Regions from separate parts of the Zea mays genome. Here region 1 is linked to region 2. Evidence: chromatin contacts called from public Hi-C data. All regions are on one chromosome and are shown on one strand. Each heading gives the region's core, a stretch centred on a gene start, on an enhancer-like site or on the middle of the called end of the contact. The rest is flanking DNA. Distances are from core to core; before and after follow the strand shown.

What was found. Hi-C and Micro-C count contacts between places; a contact is called where the count stands out from the background.
Region 1: a Hi-C map of bundle sheath shows a contact between it and region 2, with 2.6 times the contacts expected there. The contact joins the promoter of LOC100281698 here to the promoter of LOC100384030 in region 2. A contact is called at or near these places in 2 of 25 Hi-C or Micro-C datasets (bundle sheath and tassel).

What each region holds. Positions count from the first base shown.
Region 1 is chr3:10,678,569-10,683,333 of Zm-B73-REFERENCE-NAM-5.0, forward strand. LOC100281698 (cytokinin-O-glucosyltransferase 3) reads left to right here and starts at 3,222. Exons shown (of 1, transcript NM_001154618.2): 1 at 3,222-4,765. The coding sequence starts at 3,467.
Region 2 is chr3:10,261,466-10,266,654 of Zm-B73-REFERENCE-NAM-5.0, forward strand. LOC100384030 (glossy13) reads left to right here and starts at 1,370. Exons shown (of 24, transcript NM_001321723.1): 1 at 1,370-1,731; 2 at 2,531-2,651; 3 at 2,843-2,931; 4 at 3,364-3,448; 5 at 3,679-3,838; 6 at 3,914-3,990; 7 at 4,066-4,119; 8 at 4,408-4,498; 9 at 4,614-4,915; 10 at 4,988-5,189. The coding sequence starts at 1,433.

The DNA.
Region 1 (4,765 bases), core at 1,972-4,471, 420 kb after region 2:
GAGATGAATAATCCTCTTAATTTCGTTTTCTGAAAAAGGAGCTTCGAGGTCTGAAAGGTCAGTTTGCCATTTCTCCTATTCGTTGTCCCCCTTGCTTGGCTCTTCCTCTAACGGGTTGTTGGGTAACAAGTGAGTAGGGCCCAGTAGAACGTCCATGAATTTTCTCATCAACTTGATGAATTAATTTTAAGATATAGGACTTCCCTATTAGAACAGGCTGTTCGAAGGGATCTCCTGTTCTTCCATCAAATATTCTGCTTTTTCCCGGGTACTCGGGTTCAAATACCCATGGATTTTTTGTTTGTTTACTGGCTTCATATAATTCCGAAAACACAAGTTTTCTTGAAGCCTCTTGCTCATATCTCTCATCAAAGGGTGCTATTCTATAATGTTTTCTAAGGCTGTCCAATCCAAGGAGGAATTTCTGGCTGGGGGAACCCCTAAGATGGAATTATAGAAGTTAAATATTGCTTCCTCCTTGTCTTGTTGTGTCATCACAATGCCCGTTTCTGATTGTAGCTCTTTTATGAAATGCTGATTACGTCGAATATTAGCATGCAGATGGAAGAATTTAGTATTTGCATCACCTTGTTTGATCCATTTCAATCTCGAATGTTGTTTCACTCTTGATTTCTGCATGGCAGCTAGCCCCAAAGATTTAGCCTTCAAGGAGCGAAGCAGGTGAAGTTCAATCTCAGAGAGCTGTCTCCGCTCCTGCGCTTTTTCTAAGCAGAGAAGGACGACCTGAACAATGGCTAATTGTAGCTCAATGTTACCAACTTGTTGTGCTTTCCAAATTTTTATTGATGTGGCCAAACGTCGCATCTTAATATGTAGCCTTAGGATTGCGTCTTTCGTATCTACCGACTGGCTCCAAGATGCTTGCACCATCTCTAAGAAACCGGGAAGAGTAGACCAGAATGCTTCAAAGCGACGCTGACCAAAAAATGTGACTTTTCTATTCTAAAATTTGAAACCCACACAAACCACGAACGTGAGCGGCAACGGGAAAACCGGCGGTTTCTCGCCAATCTCGACCCAGAAATGAATCACTTAGGGCTTGTTCGGTTATTTTCAATCCATATGGATTGAAGGGGATTGATACGGATTGGAGTGAATTTTGACTTACTGGGGATTGAAACCCCCTCAATCCCCCTCAATCCATATGGATTGGGGTAGAACCGAACAAGCCCTTATGTGTGTGTGTGGTGGTGGGGTGTGGGGTTATACTCTCTTTTTTCTCGAAAACGGAGAAGGCAGTTAGTTTCAAGTAGATCTCAGTTTATTTGTCCTTACTCAACCTTTCTAGTTTCCTGTCTGAGAAGCTGAGGCTGCGATGCATGCTGCTTCAAAATTCCTCTTTGCTATCTGGTCTGTTAATTTGATTTTCTCGCTCTCCCCCCCTACATATGTTCACTTTCTTCTTCGATCACCTTTTTCCATGTAGATATATCACACGTATTATTGTATATACCATACAATCTTGACTTCTTGAGGTCTCATATATTAGCTACGCTGGGATCATTTTAATGTTCTATTACGTCTTTGATGTTGACGGTTTGGATCAGAGCTCTGGCTTCTCTTTCTTTCTTTCTTCCTTTTTTTTTTGCTAAGCTAAACCCGTTTGGAAGAAACGTCTTGGCGAAAACGGCTTCGATTGTACAAGCCATTTATAAATGTCCAGTTGGTGCGGCTCCGTGACAATAGCCCTTGACCCTTGTGCCAAAGAGGCCCGCGTCGTGTTGGACACAAAGATAAGCAATTTGGGAACAGCCAAGAAGTACAGGTTTCGAAAGACAGTGGGAGCACAAGCAAACAAGGAACTGCAATAGATCTAGATTCATCAGAACATAGGCTGTTCTCTTACTGCTACAGCATCTGCAGTCCATAAAGATAAAACATTCAATAGAATTCGGTACGGATTAAAACTAAACGGACAGGCTGACCGATGAATCTAGATATCATATTCACTGTTTCGATGAAGCTTGTCAAAGAAGTACTCTTAGAGTTAGAGAAAACTAACCAGTAGCCTAGCCATGGCGCGCTCGCCCCCAACCCCAGCAACGCCACAGTGCGCTCGCCCTAGCTCCGACCGACCGACCGCACGCTCATCACTAGAAGAGAGTGAATGACAAAGACTGATATGTGGGGCCCTATTTGAAGAATAAAACAGTCTGTTCCAACTAAAATGTCATTTTCATGGATCTGAAGCTAACTGATTCCTTGGTTGATCCACGGTCGATCTTGGATGGACTAATGGAGCTGCTCAATAGTGAAATCTTAGATCCAGATCTTTTCCCCTCCCTTCATGCAAATATGTAGCACAGCACTTGTTCACATGTCAAGATACCAGTGGCCGCCAACGAGTCCGTGATCAGCTGCGCCGTCAGATTCGACCGTCTGTGATGCACGCGGTTGTTGAGAGCTTTGACTACACGGGGGCAGCACGCCGACATGGCATTTCGAGCTTTTGACCATCGTCGTGTGCTGTGGCCATCGCACCATTGCAGCTGCCCAAAAGAAAAAACTGCAGGCGAACGGGAGGCAGGGAGATCCGTTTTCTTTCTTTGGTGCCGATACGCGGTTGCACACAGTCTGGAGCCTCCTCTTCATGTGAGATCATTAGCCTGTCCTTTCAAAACACAGGAATCGCTGAGGAATCAATTCACGTTGGAAACGAAATTTTCATTGGGTTTTTAAAATCACGATGAATGATGGATGGGGCAGGATCACATATACACGTGGTTACGTGGAGAATCTGTACACCTAGGGATGGGCACGCAGTTTGCCTCGTTTCTTTCTTTCCACCTTTGACAGGAGACGTGCGCTGTATTCATCCATGCAGCGACCGAGGGTCACTGCCTCGCTGCAATGCGGCCTTGCTCTCCTGCCAGACCAGACACTCAGAGAGATCAGAGAGTCCACACTCCACTGGGCGTCTGGGCTCCGAAGACGGCGACAACGGAGCTTCGCTCGGCGCGGACGTCAGCGCACCACCCTTCTAGAACACAACTTTGCCTTGCCCGCCATGCGTCCTCTCAGACCAACCAAATCTGCCGCAGTGCCATCTCTGTGCCCTCCTTGTGTGTGTGTACAATAAACACAGCATGGGTTCAGTCAAGTGACCACGATTCAGTGCGGAATTCTCCGGTTCTCCTCCTCACACAAGTGACGCACATTCCAACACAGAAATGCTGCACACTGTTCGTCTTCCGTCCTCACGCTCCTTATCGCGTCGTCCCGTCTCGGCCACTCCTCACTAGAACCCCCCCTCGTCGTCCACGCGTCACGTCGTCAGCCTCGATCTTGGCCGTGCAAACTTTGCACCGGTCGTATCGCGGCCGGTGTGTGGAGCTGGCATTGTTTTATAAGCCGCACGTACGCGCGCTCGTCATTTAAGCTATCGAGAGAAAGCAGAGAGAGAGAGAGAGAGAGAGAGGCAGGCTAGGTTAGGAAGACGCAGCCAATGGCGGGGCTTCACTTCGTGCTCGTGCCGCTACTGGCGCAGGGCCACATAATCCCGATGGTGGACCTGGCGCGCCTCCTCGCCGGCCGCGGCGCGCGCGTCAGCGTGGTCACCACGCCCGTCAACGCCGCGCGCAACGGGGCCGTCGTCGAGAGCGCGCGGCGAGCGGGGCTCGACGTCGAGCTGGCGGAGGTCGCGTTCCCCGGCCCGGGGCTCGGGCTGCCAGAAGGGATGGAGAACGTCGACATGGTGGTGGAAAAGGAGCACTTCATGCCATTCTTCCAGGCCACGTGGAAGATGGACGCGCCGCTGGAGGAGTACCTGCGGTCGCTGCCCCGGCGCCCGGACTGCGTCGTCGCCGACTCGTGCAACCCGTGGGCGGCGCGGGTGTGCGCCCGCCACGGCATCCCGCGCCTGGTGCTGCACTGCCCGTCCGCCTACTTCCTCCTCGCCACGCACTGCCTGTCCACGCACGGCGTGTACGGCCGCGTGGCCCACGAGCTGGAGCCGTTCGAGGTGCCGGGCTTCCCGGTGCGCGCGGCCGGGAACGTGGCCACGTTCCGCGGCTTCTTCCAGTGGCCGGGGATGGAAAGCTACGAGCGCGACGTGGCGGAGGCCGAGGCCACCGCCGACGGCCTGCTCATCAACACGTTCCGCGGCCTCGAGGGCGTCTTCGTCGACGGCTACGCGGCGGCGCTCGGAAGGAAGACGACGACGACGTGTTGGGCCGTCGGCCCGACGTGCGCCTCCTCCTCCGGTGGCCTGGACGCGGGCGCGACGGCCGCCCGCGGCAACCGCGCCGACGTCGACGTCGGCCTCGTCCTGTCGTGGCTCGACGCCCGGCCCGCGGCGTCCGTGCTGTACGTCAGCTTCGGCAGCCTCGCGCAGCTGTCGCTGAAGCAGACCGTCGAGCTCGCCCGGGGCCTCGAGGCGTCCGGGCGGCCGTTCGTCTGGGCCATCAAGGAGGCCAAGTCCAGCGCCGACGTGCGGGCGTGGCTGCTGGCCGAGCGGTTCGAGGAGCGCGTCCGGGACAGGGGCCTCCTCGTCCGCGGGTGGGCGCCGCAGGTGACCATCCTCTCGCACCCCGCGGTGGGCGGCTTCTTGTCGCACTGCGGGTGGAACGCCTCGCTGGAGGCCATCACCCACGGCGTGCCGGTGCTGACGTGGCCCAACTTCGCCGACCAGTTCTGCAGCGAGCGGCTGCTCGTCGACGTCCTCGGCGTCGGCGTCAGGTCCGGCGTCAAGCTGCCGCCCATGAGCCTTCCCGACGAGGCCGAGGGGGTGCAGGTGACGAGCGCC
Region 2 (5,189 bases), core at 120-2,619:
ATTATAAAACAGAAACAAACAAGCCCTAAATTAAATTTATCTACTCGATCTATCTTTATTTTTTTGAAAAGATATATTAACATATACTCTCTCTCCGTCCCTGTGTGTGTATATATATTATATAGGATTTGCCGGAAAGATAGAATGTTACTTCTGCAATAGAGAGTATTAAAACTAGACGGTCTTCTCTTCTTTATCTCTTCTATTATATGAAACACCAGTTTCCACGGTTCAACGATTATCGTGTCCCCCACATTTAAACGATATATATAGTCGATAAAGTTTTGCATCTTTCGAACAACCTTAGGGTCTTTTTGGTTGGACTGTGTCTATGAAAAAAATTAATATGGGCTGTTAAAAAACTAAAAACAATTTGACGAAAACTATTAAAAGTCGCTATTTTTTAATATATATTTTCACAGTTTCATCTGAAAAGCTACTAAAAACAGGTATAGAGGTGCTTTCAATTTTGCACTGCAAGAAAAGTCGACTATTAGGAAAAGCTGTTTTTTGGATCGAACCCTTTAATTTAACTTTTGGCTTTTAAGGTGCAAAAGCTAGAGCCAAAAGTAAAACCAAAGAGACTCTAAGGCTATCTGTAGCAGTTTTCTCTAAATTTGTCCGTATATACCACATGCAGCCACATCATATAGATTCCACCCCTACGTTTTCCTTCCCGTATAGGTTTTTTTTTTAAATTCTCTTCCTACACTCCACTATAACCTAAAATATTATTTTTCATACCTATCTGTGATCCAACGTCATTTTTTTCTACAACTAACAATTAATACGTGCGTACCAACTTCGAGACAAAGAGGACCGACAAAATCACGCAACCCTTGAACTGTAGCAAGGAGGGGCGCTTGTAGCGCACAGCGCTGCGGAGGGGTGAGGGTCACTCTATACGTCTACAGGAGTAAGGGAGGGTGACACTCGCGGCGAGCGCTGCGGACAGCCTAACACACAATAATCACCATGGGTTGGTAAGCAGTATAGAGGAAGGAAATGAAAGATTATTGTTAAATGAGCCCACGAACAGGCCCAGAACAACCATGCCCGGAGAGTCTCACTTGAGTCTGAAGTCTGAACTGGAAAATGAAAAGCCGGTGCACGGCTTCCCCATTTCCTTCCCTCCCTTTCTTGTGAACCTGTCGCCGTCAGCTTCCAGGTCTCCGCTAAAAACCCCCGAGGATTAGAGGCGCAAAGCAGAGAGAGAAAGCCCGGGGGCGACTGATCGAAGGAGAAAGCGGCCTATGACCATAAATGCGAACGAGTCGGTGGATCCACCCCCTCCTTCCCCAGTCCGCCATTACCACCGCCTGCCAGTACGCCCTCCTTAAATGGCCGCACTGCCGCGCCACACACCGGGCGGAAAGGCGCGGGCAGCGGCAGCTAGGGTTTGGTGTGGCGGGGGAGACCGATCGGGGGCGAGATGTGGGCGGCGGAGGCGGCGTTCTCGCGCTCCGGGTCGTGGCGGGAGGCGGAGGACGAGCGGGAGGCGCTGCGGTGGGCCGCGCTGCAGCGGCTGCCCACCGTCACCCGCGCGCGACGGGGCCTGCTCAGGTCCCCGGCTCCCGACGGGGCCGCGGCCGTCGAGGGCGACGACGTGCTCTGCGAGGTCGACGTCGCCGGGCTCTCCTCCGGGGACCGCACCGCGCTCGTCGACCGCCTCGTCGCCGACTCTGGCGACTCCGAGCACTTCTTCCGACGCATACGCAGCCGCTTCGACGCGTGAGTAGTTACACTCCTGCATTTTAATTTGCTCCCTCGTCATCATGCTTTGCCCTGTGTCGTTGTCTCCCCGCCCCAGTTCAAAAATAATGTCTCGACCTCGTCGTCTCCCCCACACCACTCCGCCGCCTCCGCGCGCGCGGACGAGCTTGCGCGCTTCGTCCGTTGTTGTGCAGCCAGGGTGACCCACGCGGCGTTGCATGACATGTGGGCCCAAGCGGCTCATCCGCGGACCGCGGGGTTTGGAAAATTGGCAAGTGGCAACCGCTGCATGGCAGGTGCTAGTGCTACCGCGGAAAGGCTACGCGGTTAGGGAGGCTGACTAGTGGCGCCAGTAGGTGTTTGTACGGTTCCGTCCTTCTGGTTCAGTGTGTCGAGTCTAGTTTCCGGCTTTCCGCCGTCATCTCGTCGTACTCACACGTCCCAGTCGCCGCGGAGATTGGCGCCTCGAAGTTTTCTTCTCCAGATGGGCTATTCAGAAGCTTCCAGGCCTCCACGGCATGGCCCATGGACGTGCAGGCCATGATTGGGCCTCCGGGTGCGGATGCGAAAGCAGGAGCCAGAGCGCCAGCAGTAGCAGGCGGCGTGAAGAGCATCAGATCGCCTGTTGGCAGCAGCGCTAGTAGATTTTGCTCGTGCGTACTCGTACGACGAGCTACGTACGTGTCCGCTTCTGTCAAATAATTTGCTTCCTTCGGAAGCACATGCTAAAATTTGTATCGAGGCATCACAGAGCTATACTGATCTTGCTTTTGGGCTCTGAAACTCTGTTGATTTTCCCGTCTCCTCGCTCCTGCAGAGTGCAGATAGAGTTCCCCAAGATCGAAGTGAGGTATGAGGATGTGACAGTGGACGCTTACGTGCATGTTGGGAGCAGGGCTCTACCGACCATCCCGAACTTCATATGCAACATGACAGAGGTTGGCCCAAAGATCTTAACTGCAATTTTTTTCGTCAATATACGTTTTTCATCATATCGGTTGTTCTAAACTTGATCTCCATGTGAAAGTGACGTTTAAACAAGTTTTCCACGGCAGTGGAAGAATTACCGCATCAGTTTTACTCTTGTAGAATTCAGATCCTGACATGCTTATCTTGTTATTTTTAATAGGCTTTTCTGAGGCATCTGAGGATCTATCGAGGAGGAAGAGTTAAACTGCCGATTTTGGACAACATCAGTGGGGTAATTCGCCCATCAAGGTGCATATGGAAACTCTGTCTCCCCCATAAAGAATTCTAGGAAGATTGCATATCAGGGGGCTGTTTGGATCTGTTCGTTGTAGAGGAATTAGAATATCCTTAACAGAGTAGTCTATTTGACTTGGAATTTAACATTTCACTACTTTTCAAAGTTTAGATATAGACTCAAGTTTCTAGGGTAGGGAATAGAAATAGATTTTATGTATCATGTATTTCTACTCCACACTTATAATACACTGGCCCTCTATTTCTCCCATATATAACCAATAATAATATACAAATATATTCCGTATAAAACCTTATTAGCTTAATTAATTAGTGCCTAAATTAGGATTATTAGAATGAAATTTAATTCAAAGGATCCAAATGGCGCCTCATTGGTTTTTATGGGACACCAAATTAAGCTTGCACATGCATTGGTTCGTGCTGCAGAATGACACTGCTTTTGGGCCCTCCAAGTTCCGGGAAGACCACCTTGCTTCTTGCTCTTGCTGGACGGCTCGGTCCTGGACTAAAGGTTTGTAACATCACATCAGTCACTTTTCATTCTTTGAATGCGTGTTCATAAAAAAATGATGGGCGACTCTTTGTATCTGGGTTAATTCAATCCATTCTTTGTCCATCACAAGGCCGGAATGCCGGACTGGCATGTTCTATTACCTGACAATGGACTGTCATCAGCAAAATTAGCCTTTGACTTGAGTCCCCCAACTTGTTACTGACAGGAAGCACCCAAATTTGTTGTAGATGTCTGGGAACATTACTTACAATGGCCACCATTTGAACGAATTCGTGCCTCAGCGAACATCTGCTTATGTCAGTCAGCAAGACTGGCATGCTTCAGAAATGACGGTCAGAGAAACGCTGGAGTTTGCCGGGCGCTGTCAGGGTGTTGGAATAAAGTATGGTAGGTCACCGCACCGAATTAGTAAAGTTTTGCTGTTCCTTGATTGTTTGGTCTTTGACATCAATCAACCTGCAGACATGCTTGTTGAACTGTTGAGGAGAGAAAAGAATGCGGGGATAAAACCTGACGAGGACCTAGATGTGTTCATGAAGGTAGACTACATTTAGGCAGAATGATTATATAAATATTTAATTATTGTGTCATAAATATTGTTCTCAAATTTTCAGGCGTTGGCTCTTGAGGGTAAGCAGACAAGCCTCGTAGCAGAGTATATAATGAAGGTATGGGATCCATCTCTTTCAGCTATTTGTCTATGTGCTTTGAAAATTCTCAAGAACATATTTCTTTTGTGTTTCCCCTATTATTTTTTTATTTTTACTGGCCTCTTTAATTTACAAATCTTTTTAATATTGTTCTACAGCATGTTAGCGGACCTACTCTTTTCTAAATCTTATTATTCCCTTTTTCTTATTATTTTCAAAAGTTGTTAGCACAATTTACTTTTTTTATAACTTCTTGATTACTTTACTGTGCCAAGACTTCTGATTGCTAATTTTGATCTAGCCAAGATTTTAGGACTGGACGTCTGTGCTGATACTATTGTTGGAGATGAAATGATCAAAGGGATCTCCGGAGGGCAAAAGAAGCGCCTGACAACAGGTGACTGCATATTACTGCCATTTAAGTATGCTAGCGCTGTCAGCTGAAATTAGTTATTGCAAAATAGCACGCTCTTTTCAGTGTTCAAGTTGTGCTAATATTGTGGTACTTGCAGGTGAATTGCTAGTTGGTTCTGCCCGCGTGCTGTTCATGGATGAGATATCGACAGGCCTTGACAGTGCAACTACATATCAGATTATCAAATACCTAAGGAATTCAACACATGCTCTTGACGGAACTACAATCATATCCTTGCTTCAGCCAGCTCCGGAAACATATGAGCTATTTGATGATGTCATTCTTATAGCCGAAGGTCAAATCGTATACCAAGGTCCACGTGAATATGCAGTTGACTTTTTTGGTGCTATGGGATTCAGGTGTCCAGAAAGAAAAAACGTGGCTGATTTTTTGCAAGAAGTACACACCTCTTCACTTTTGAATTCTATACCGACTGGAATTTCTCGTGGATTCACGTTTCTTTCATCGCAGGTTTTGTCCAAGAAAGATCAACAGCAGTATTGGTGCCACTATGATTATCCATACCAATTTGTTTCTGTATCAAAATTTGCTGAAGCCTTCAAAACATTTATTATTGGTAAGAGATTGCATCAGGAATTAACTGTTCCATACAACCGACATCACAATCATCCTGCAGCTCTTTGTACATCAAGTTACGGTGTCAAGAGGCTTG